2 separate regions of the Mus musculus genome follow, and region 1 is linked to region 2. A link is a contact called in public HiChIP or PLAC-seq data. All regions are on one chromosome and are shown on one strand. Each heading gives the region's core, a stretch centred on a gene start, on an enhancer-like site or on the middle of the called end of the contact. The rest is flanking DNA. Distances are from core to core; before and after follow the strand shown.

The links. HiChIP or PLAC-seq counts read pairs in DNA pulled down with a chosen protein or histone mark.
Region 1: a contact with region 2 is called in an H3K27ac HiChIP or PLAC-seq map of microglia, with 6 times the contacts expected there. The contact joins the promoter of Ogfr here to the promoter of Osbpl2 in region 2. A contact is called at or near these places in 4 of 39 promoter capture datasets (erythroid cells, liver, neural stem cells and 1 more), 7 of 484 Hi-C or Micro-C datasets (CD4 T cells, CD8 T cells, the G1E-ER4 cell line and 4 more), 2 of 115 datasets of contacts at active chromatin or transcription factors (memory CD8 T cells and microglia) and 2 of 9 other capture datasets (adipose tissue and liver).

What each region holds. Positions count from the first base shown.
Region 1 is chr2:180,587,377-180,591,995 of GRCm38.p6, forward strand. Ogfr (opioid growth factor receptor) reads left to right here and starts at 2,031. Exons shown (of 7, transcript NM_031373.3): 1 at 2,031-2,245; 2 at 3,611-3,679; 3 at 4,241-4,319. The coding sequence starts at 2,105.
Region 2 is chr2:180,115,940-180,120,993 of GRCm38.p6, forward strand. Osbpl2 (oxysterol binding protein-like 2) reads left to right here and starts at 3,367. Exons shown (of 14, transcript NM_144500.4): 1 at 3,367-3,530.

The sequences.
Region 1 (4,619 bases), core at 781-3,280, 470 kb after region 2:
CTATGAGAGATGTCACTGACAGCTGGGTCTATGTATACTGCACTTAGCTCCAGGCAGCATGGCATACTGCCTCTTGCAAATATTACTGTCAGTCCACGGCACATCCATCTTTCAGCTTCCTAGGACAGTTGTGGGAGAGGGGGTGTCTACCCAAGGCACAACTCTGAGTTGTCCCAAGCACCCACTAACACCCCATGCACGGTTTCCCTATCTAATGGCATTTTAACCAGGTCCCAGCCTGAGCATGGTTGGTGTCGGAAGCAGAGGGGATGAGATCAGAGGCAGCCACAGAGTTTACATTTTTTTTTTAATTTAACAAGCATATATATTTGTATGGGTGCACATGTGGAGATCAGAGACAACGTTCATAAGTCAGTTCTTGCTTTATACTGTCTGGGTCCCAGGGACTGAGGGAGTCTCCACAGTGGCCCATCAGTCTTTGCTTTATACTGTCTGGGTCCCAGGCTGAGGGAGTCTCCACAGTGGCCCATCAGTCTTTGCTTTATACTGTCTGGGTCCCAGGGACTGAGGGAGTCTCCACAGTGGCCCATCAGTCTTTGCTTTATACTGTCTGGGTCCCAGGGACTGAGGGAGTCTCCACAGTGGCCCATCAGTCTTTGCTTTATACTGTCTGGGTCCCAGGGACTGAGGGAGTCTCCACAGTGGCCCATCAGTCTTTGCTTTATACTGTCTGGGTCCCAGGCTGAGGGAGTCTCCACAGTGGCCCACCAGTCTGATTTTGGTGGTTTCTGAGGTTCCAACTCAAGGAACTATGGAACTTTAACATACTGTAGTCTCTGTTACATACTGCATTGTTATAGTTATTGTTATACTCTATAAATATATAGAGACAATATGTTTTCACCTTGAGATTCCCAGAATGTTACAGGTTCGAATTTAGTAAAGAAGGCCACACTTGAAGGTCATAAACATATACATATAAGCCTGATTAACATTATTTGGAATATGGCTATATAAAAGGATTATTTTCTCTATGTAGGCAGTCTTAAAGCAAATTTTGTCAACTATCCTAGAATTGAGAACTCTCAACTGGTGAGAAACTTCAACCATGGTGGACTTAGGGTCCTTTACCCTGCTGCCCACCCATGTCTCCCTTACCTTCCATTGCTTTCTTGCTTCAAACAGTATGTTACATAACAAGGTCGAGCTCATGGCCACAGTCGGCAGTAGAGGCCACCTAACATCCAAAGGCTACCTAGCCACATGAGCCCAGGAAATCTGCAGTGGGCAGGAGTGGGACTGAACTCACAAAGCAGAGGGAGTGTGGAACTGGCTCAATTGGGAAAAAACAAAAACAAAAACAAAAACAAAAACAAAAGCCTTGATAACAGGAGAACCTGCGTTTGATTACCACCTAGAAGCTGCGCTTGGTGGTGTGTAACTGTAATTACGGTGCTGGGGAGGCAGAGACAGTAGTGTCCCAGGGATTTGCTGCTTAGCAACCTCAAGTAACCTATGCACTCCAGGTACCTAACCCTAACCCTAACCCTAACCCTGAATGAAAGTGTGAACAAGCTACTCAGGAAATACTCAATACCGACCTCTGGTGTCCTTGGGCAGCCAAACACACACAGATACACACACACACACACACACACACACACACACACACACACACACACACATACAAAGTGAGCTATACAGAGGGCAGCCAGGAAGATCTGCAGTTAGACAGGTCGACAAAGATTAGGAACCTGCACCCAGACGGCTGGCAGGAAGAGGCACTTCCCGTAGGACTGAAGAGAAACCTTCCTAGCATCCCTCTCTGGATAGTCTGCAGGGAAGTGAAATCTCAAGGGGGCGGACCTGGGGCTGAGTCCAAAGTGGTGCGTCTTCCCGGAGGGGATAGAGGCAGGAATCCCGGTGCACGCGCCTCCAGGGTTGTCCTTCTGGGCGGGGGGCGGGGGGCACTGCCTTCTCCAGGACACCGCTTCCCGCCTAGCTCCGAGCGTAGCAGCCCCTGCTGGGGGACTCCGCGCAAGGGCGGAAACTGAGCGGTGGGCGGGACCTGGCGCCGCCCCGCCCCCGCGCTTCCTCCTCTTTCACTTTCCTTTCCGCGGAAAGCGGGTCCAGCCTGTCGAGTATGGACGACCCGGAATGCGATTCCACCTGGGAGGACGAGAGCGAGGAGGACGGCGAGGATGGCCAGGCGGATGATACGACCGATGAGGACACGGGCGACGATGACGGCGACGCGGAGGAGGCACGGCCAAGCCTGTTCCAGGTGCGGTGCGGGAGGACCGGAGGGCGACAGGACAACGCCAGGCCGTGATCGCCGGGCCCAGGCCGCTGTCCCCTAGGGGGACGCCGGGCCCAGGCCTTGGCGGACCGAGCGCTGGTGACGTCAAGGAAGCGACTGATGGGGGTCGTCCGTGGGTGACGTCAGAGCGCGCCCCAGGGCCTCATCCTGCGTGGGTGGCCTTTCCTCAGGTTGCCCTCCCTCCACCCCACACTCAGCCCCTACCCCACTTCAGACAGCCTCCACTGGCTCAGAAGTGACCCCGGCCTAGGACGCCGGGAGCAGGGGTCTGTCTATCTGCCCTTAGCTCTGGTAACTTTTGTTGCCACCCGGAGCATGTTCCGTTATACTTTTGTATCAAGCCGCATGTAAACCTCAGTGGCGTTCTGTAAGACGCACTGGCCTGCTTATAGCTGTGATTCCGGGTGTGATGGAGAACCTAGAAAAACGAGAGTGAGGATTATGACCCCAAAATCCATTCTCCCCATCGCTTCGATCTCTAGTTGTCTGCTCTGTATGGGAAAGCAGCCCCGAATCTGGAGAAGCTCTCAGGCAGGCCAGAGCTAGCCTCTGCCTGACCACATTGGGATGAAGCTGAGGCTGGGTAGTCAGGTTTGTAGTGCAGGCTCAGGCCCCTCCTGTGGGTGGTAAGGCCTCCCAAAAGCTCTGATAGAACTGCTGTTTCTCCACAAAAGGTCTTAGATCCTACCTGAAACAGTAGTCACTTAAGAGCCTATCCCAGGCCTGGTGGCACAGTGTCTTTGTCACACTGGGCCAGGGAGAAGCAGGGGTTTACAAAGATGAGGCTTCATTCACCCATCCATCAGACCCATCCAGAGGCATCTAGGTTTTTTTCTTGAGGCTGTGGCTGGCAAAGTAGCTCCCCTTGGGGATACAGCCCAGTGACTATTCACAGAATCATAGGACGAGAAATACTACAGTACTCAGAGACTAGGGTTGGAGTGGGGGCACATAAAGATCTTGGACCAAAATGAGGTTGACCAGCAGACCAAGGAGGAGATGCAGCTGGGACTTAAAGACAGAAGAGCATTAGCCACACACCTGGGCAGCTTGCAGGCTAGATTAGGCCAAGGCTCCCTACAGAGGAAAATTGAGTACTGAGAGGTGCAGAGGTGGTTGTTGAGGCTATTCTAGTGCCACTGTTTGTGTTCAAAATGAAGGATGTTCTTCTAGGGTCCAGATCTGTCTTCTCAGAACCCTGGGTGGGGACCAGAAGAAAAAACAGAAGCACCCATTCCTCTTACATAGAGCTCAGTGATGGTTGGCCCAAACCGTGCTGCCTTCATCCTGGACACTTTCCAGTACCTCATCCTTGTATTTTCTCCCCAGTCTAGGATGACAAGGTACCGAAACTGGCGTGCTATGCAGGACATGCAAAGATACCGGCACAACTACCCGGTAGGTACATGTGGCTCCTACCGAAAGTCACAGCCCTCTCCCCAAATAGAACATCCCCTGGTCTGCTGAAAAACCAGCTTTGGGTTCTTGGGTGTGTTCCTTATTGTCTGGAAGACAAACCCATCGTCATTTCAGATCCATACCCTTCTAGTTATAGAGTGGTAGAGCATGTTGCCCGACCTGAGCCTCAGAGCCTAGCTTTAAAATGAGGGTCTAGCTTCAGCCTCCTGACAGAACATGTGGCTCAGTGCTTCTCACAGGGCTCCCTGGCTGGTACGTGGGATCATTTTCAGACCATCTCCTCTGTATCCATGAGTTAGTTGCTAGCAGTCCCTGTGGTATTTTGGAGGTACAGAAAGGGAGCTACCATCTGTGGCCTCTGTTGGTGGGGAGATGAAGGTTGAGTTGTCCTCCAAACCTACCCTTGCTCACAGAAAGGATCCCAGGCTGAGCTTTGGGATCTTGGACAGCTATCCCCACTCCTGACTGCATGAATCTGAGGGGCTCTCAGAGAGAGCTGTTTCTCCTGAGTCCTCAGCCAGCCTTTCTCTGGCCCTTCAGGATTTGACAGATCAAGACTGCAACGGAGACATGTGCAACCTGAGCTTCTACAAAAATGAGATCTGCTTCCAGCCAAATGGTACCTGCCCTCGCAGCCCCAGCACCTTCTGCCCTTGGCCGGTTGTCTAATCTATTAGCACTCTGCTTCAGGCTGCCTGTTGTCCTCAATCCAATAACATGCCTACAGACCACCGAGGGGATTGGAGCTTAGATCTTAGGATATTAGATTGAAGGGCCAGAGAATAAGCTTTCGAGGTTTTAAATGGTGGTCTTTCTGTGTATCCCAGGCTGGCCTCAAACTCAGGATCTTCCATCTCAGCCTTCCAGGTACTGAAATTGTAGGCAGGTCTGAGCTACTATATATGTTTCATGACATAAA
Region 2 (5,054 bases), core at 2,117-4,616:
GAACTTTGGGGTGAAAAGTTTAATGGGGAACACCACTTTTCCTGCTTCCTTTTGGCAGAGTTTAATAGGTGCAGCTTGTTCGTGTCCCAAAGCCACAGGGGGAAAAAGAATAAGAAAAAGCCCTTTTCTGCTGCTATTGATAACTTGTCTCTTCACGAGGCGGGTTCAACCTAAAAATACCCACCCTCCCCGACAGGGAAGCCAGCATCGTCACGTTGCAGAGGAGACTTGAAAGTTGACTGAGAAGAATCAGCCGAGCCACGTGAGCCGGTCCAGGCCTCTGTGGTCAGGCTGCCCACTGGCAGCCTACTTCCTGTCCCCACGGAAGATTCCATGGCATGGCTGAGAAGAGAGCTGGAAGTGTGTTCTGCCAGGGACCTGGGAATCTGGGGTGGAGATGGCCTCAGGCTGGCTTCAGCAGCAGGGGCCAGGTGGGGCCACATACAAGGCACCCCAGTTCCTGGATGCCACACCCTGGCCCAGCTGGCGGACAAACAGGCTGAGATGAAGAGATAGCATTCTGGCAAAGAGGTAAGAGTGGAGTGGGTGAAGGGCAGAGGGTGGGTGGTTGGTAGCCTGTCCCTGGGCGAGCTGCTGCTCTTGAGCCTTAGTTTCCCTTCTGGAATGGGGAGCGATCATCTCTGTTCTGCCTCCGTCAGGGGTGAGGATGGAAAACAGGATGATGGGGTTCGTGTTGCTATCTGGCTGTGACCACCCACAGCGCCAGCTGTGGTCAAGGGAGGCCTTGCGTGGGTCTTGCGAGACACAGGCAGATGGCCCACCCTTGAGGAAGGGGTAGTTCCCGCCCTAGTCAAGAAGACAGAGGGATTCTGTCAGGGAGCCTCTGGCCTCCATTCTAAGCCCTCAGAGTTGGCTTGACCTCCAGGATCTATCCTGTAATCTCCCACCTCCACTTAGCACTTGGGACTGGATGTATCCTTTATTTATACCATGTGGGGTGGGGCAGCACCCTCATGGCATCCCATTGTGTCCCAGGAGCTGTTCAGGAAGGAACACACTCCCCAAACAGTCCTTTGGCACTTCTCAGATGCTGAGAGCACTCAAAGCTACAGCTACTCAGGGGTCCTGTGACATGGAATCTGATCTTGTGGCCCTCAGCCATAGCCCCTTCAGGAAACTCAGGGCAGATCCTGGTCTGGAGTCTGGGCATAGCCAGACTGCTGGTCCATCAGACGTCTCTGTGCCTTGCCCTCTGGAGGCATTAACTGGGTTGAGACCCAGTCTGACATCCGTAAAGTGGGAGCAATGACATTCGTCTCCCTGGTCAGCTGCTGACATGGGGGAACTGGAAGGGACATGGACATAATGAAACACTTTGGGGGCATTTTGACTATCACTATCTGCACTGTCATGGCCGGGCGCAGAGCCAACTCTTCCTCTTTCTACACCCTACTAGTCCATCCTAGAGGACATTGCCACTCGGCGAAGATGGAGAGAGCCCCTCCCCTACTGACAGGGATGCTGAGCCACCCAGCCCTGCACCTGAGGCTGCTGAAAGGTGGCAGCAGCTCCTAAAGGGGGCAGAGAGCCAGGAGCAGTGTTAGGTACCTGTCAGCTCACCTTTTACCTAGAGGTAAAAGCGGAAGTGAGGAACTCAAGGCTCTCCTCAGCCACAGCTGGAAGACAGGTGGTTGGAATGCCACCCCGGCCCCAGGGTCAGCCCATCTACTACACAGCTTGAGTAGGGATGCCCAGCCCAACCTGGGTGGTTATTCTGCCCAGATGGCAGGGCCCTGTAGCTCAAAGTCCAAAAACAGGTTAGGTAAGCTGTGTCCCTCTGAGGCTTGTCTCTTGGAGAGGGGCTGATCTTGGAGATTTAGGTAAGGGTGTGGGTGGTGGTGGGTTTCTGAGCTAGTCTTGGCCAGGCCCCCAGAAAAACTGCAGAACCTGGTCAGTCTGACTATCTCCGTGGCAACCGGCTAGCTGTCCTTGTCCTGGCTGGGGGGCCAGCTGCCGCACCCTTCCATCAGCCCTCAGCGGGCTGGAGTTGCTTTCTTCAGAGGTAACCATGGCAACGCCTTTGTTTCGGAAGCCTGGCCCGCCTCCCTCTGTCTCTCTCTTTAGGAGCTGAGCGTGCAGGGGGCTCTTTTCCAGTCCCAGCACGTCTCTCCTGCGCCAGTGAGAAGGGGCCACCAGAAAGCCAGGCTGTCCCTGGGGTGGGAGCTAGAGAGGCAGACAGGGTCTGCTGGGCCACTCCGTGTTTGCAGAGGACTTGAGTATCTGCAGAGTGGGCCACAGAGGCGGGGGGGGGGGGGGACGGGACACGACACGGACCTGTGTGTGAGTGTGAGCACCACCTTACTGGAGGAAGAAGTGTGGCCTTGGAGAAGAATCCTTCATTATGTGCTGAAGAAGGTTCATGGGGGGCATTTAGAACCCCTTTGCTAAAGCCTCAGACTGGCTTAGCAAAAAACCCAAGTAATTACTCAAGTAACTGGAAAGCCTTGGACTGATGTCAGGTGCAGCTGGCCCTGGATGACCTGGGGGACTTGGTTCCTCCTTGGTTTCCTGCTTTCAAACGACCTATAGCGGCCCTCACCTCACTTGCTTCTGGGTAGGTTTGTGAAAGACAAGAGACATCTAACTTGCTTCCCTCAGGTTTGACACTGAGCTGAACCTCCTGGCTAGGATCGGACCACAAGTCCCATACCTTTGCAATTCCTGTGCCCTGCAAAGTCCTATGCAAGTCAGTAGCCATCTTGATTCATGTCACTTCACCTTTCTCAAACCAGACCCCACATTCCAATGTGATGAGGAGGCTGGGGAACCCTGGCTACAGAGAAAACTGAGTGTTCAGAGAGGTCAGATAGCTTTTCTGAGGCCAAACAGGCTGCAGGCGTGTCCCCAGAGATTCTGAGTTTAACCAGGAGCCACTGCAGACCACAGGGCGCCTAAGGGTGTTAAACAGGATGAACCGGCCAGGGAGGCCACTGGAGGGGTAAACTGGCCCCAGGGTATGTTAAGTCACGATTGGCGCGCAAAGGCCGGCGGCCACATTTGCCATTTGTTCATACCCCAGCAACCGTGAGAAGCGTCTGCGGGGTCGGGAGCCAAAGGGTGGGTCTAGCCCAGCGCCAGCCTGGGATCGTTCACGCCCAGCCACCTGACTCACTGTTTGTAAACTAGCCTCTCCCAAGGTCACTCCCCTTCCTCCTGCCTCCCCTTCCTTCTAGCTCCAGTATCTGCATAAACCCACCTTCTCCAAGGGGTGATTGGCTGGGCGCGCCGCCACTCCCCCGTGTGAGCCGGATTATGATAGGGCCGAGGGAGAAGCTGTCCGGAGAACGTGATCGGCATGGTTCCGCCCCCGGCGCGGCCTGCGGGCCGAGCGTTGATTGGCCAGGCGGCGGCTGACGGACGGCGCGGGGCGCGGCGAGCGGCGAGCAGCACGGCGGGCTGTAGGTCGGAGAGGCGCGGGCCGCACTTCCGCTTGGGTGTCAGAGGGTTGCCGGCTGCGGTCGGGGGCGGGGCGGCCGTGGGGTCGGCGACTCCGCGGGGACCGCGTTCGGGTGAGTGGGCTGCAGCGGGGCGGGCGCGCGGGGACGGGTCTCGGGGAGGCCCATTTGCCACCTAGGCCGCGGCTGGGCTCGGGCTGGAGAGTCGCGGCGCTAGGCCGCCGGGAGTGTGGACGACCGCGGGAGGGACGGGGCCCCGTGGGGCTCCAGCGAGGTCCGCGGTCGCACGCGAGGGACTCCGGCGTTCTCCCTTTGCTGGGCGAGCCGCGCATCCCCTCGGGGCGCGCGGGGAACTTGGTGCCCGCGTGGCCTCAGGTCCGAGGGCCTATGTCTCCACAGCAGAGTCGGAGCGCGCCTTCAGACCTGCACCAGCGAGGCAGCCAGGGCTGTCCGCGCTGAGTGCGGTTGGTGGGCCCCGCGTGGAGGCGGAGGCACCGGCGGCGGCGCTCTGTCCCCCTTGCTCCTCCGAGACGCTGCGGCCGAGTGGGGCGCCTCAGTCTTGAGAGTTGGACAAGCTTTTGAGTTATGTTCTTGTGGGTCGGCCTTTGCACATCTGGATCAGTGGTTCTGTGGGGCTCTGCACACACTCGGAGGAGGCCTTCGTGTAGGCTAGGCTCCATATTGTCAGAGATGTTGATGGGACAGCTCCTGAGTGGGAGCCTCAGGGATGGGGAACTGCTGACCCTTTCTGCAGAGAGCCTGGACCCTGCTAACTGTCACCTGTCATCTCTCCCACCTTCACTTCTTGCTTGTGGCATGTGACATCTGGTGTACCAGTAAGAGATACATATGGGTCAGTCGTCTGCAGTGGGCTCTGACAAGCAACAGGTGCTCCAAAGTGTTAGTTCACTGATGTGAGTAAGGAAACAGGAACATTTGAGTGGACACATTGTCCGTCGCCTCCCATTGCCTCTGATGGTGCCAACTAAAGGGTGACAATGAGGAAATGGGTGGCTGCATGTCCTCCATAGAATCTACCTTCCTGTTTGCCCCAGGTACTGTCTGGTAATAACAACTCTTATCTCAGGGGACGCTAATTTTGAGCAATTATTTGCTCTAGATCATTAGAAGCATGAGTCTTACAGCAGTCACTAACATTACCTTTATTCCCAAGGAAAAGAGAGCTCAAGTAGCTTACTTCAGAGCACCTAGTAGCAAATTAAGTAACAAAGGTACCGAAACCCAGACTTCCTTTTTCTCTCTCTCTTTTTTTTTTTTTTTTTTTTTTTGTTGTTGGTAAGGATGAGCATGGCCTTATGCCCGTTGAGATAAGAAAGCAGCCTCTTTATCCCCAGCTTTACTTTTTGATATTGTAATATAATTACATCATTTCCTCCAATCCCCTAGTAGTTCCTCTGCTCTCTTCTGTGGCCTCTACTTTTTGGATTATTGTTACATATGTATATGTGTGTATGTATTATGTATCCTTAAATGCATGAGTTGTACCTGCTCAGTTTGTGTAATGTTACTTGTACTTATATGCTTCCAGGGCTGATCATTTAGTATTGGATACCAGTTTGTGTGTTCTTTACACTCATTTTGTTACTTTTGAGGAGGATCTGATGTAACTGGGTAGGC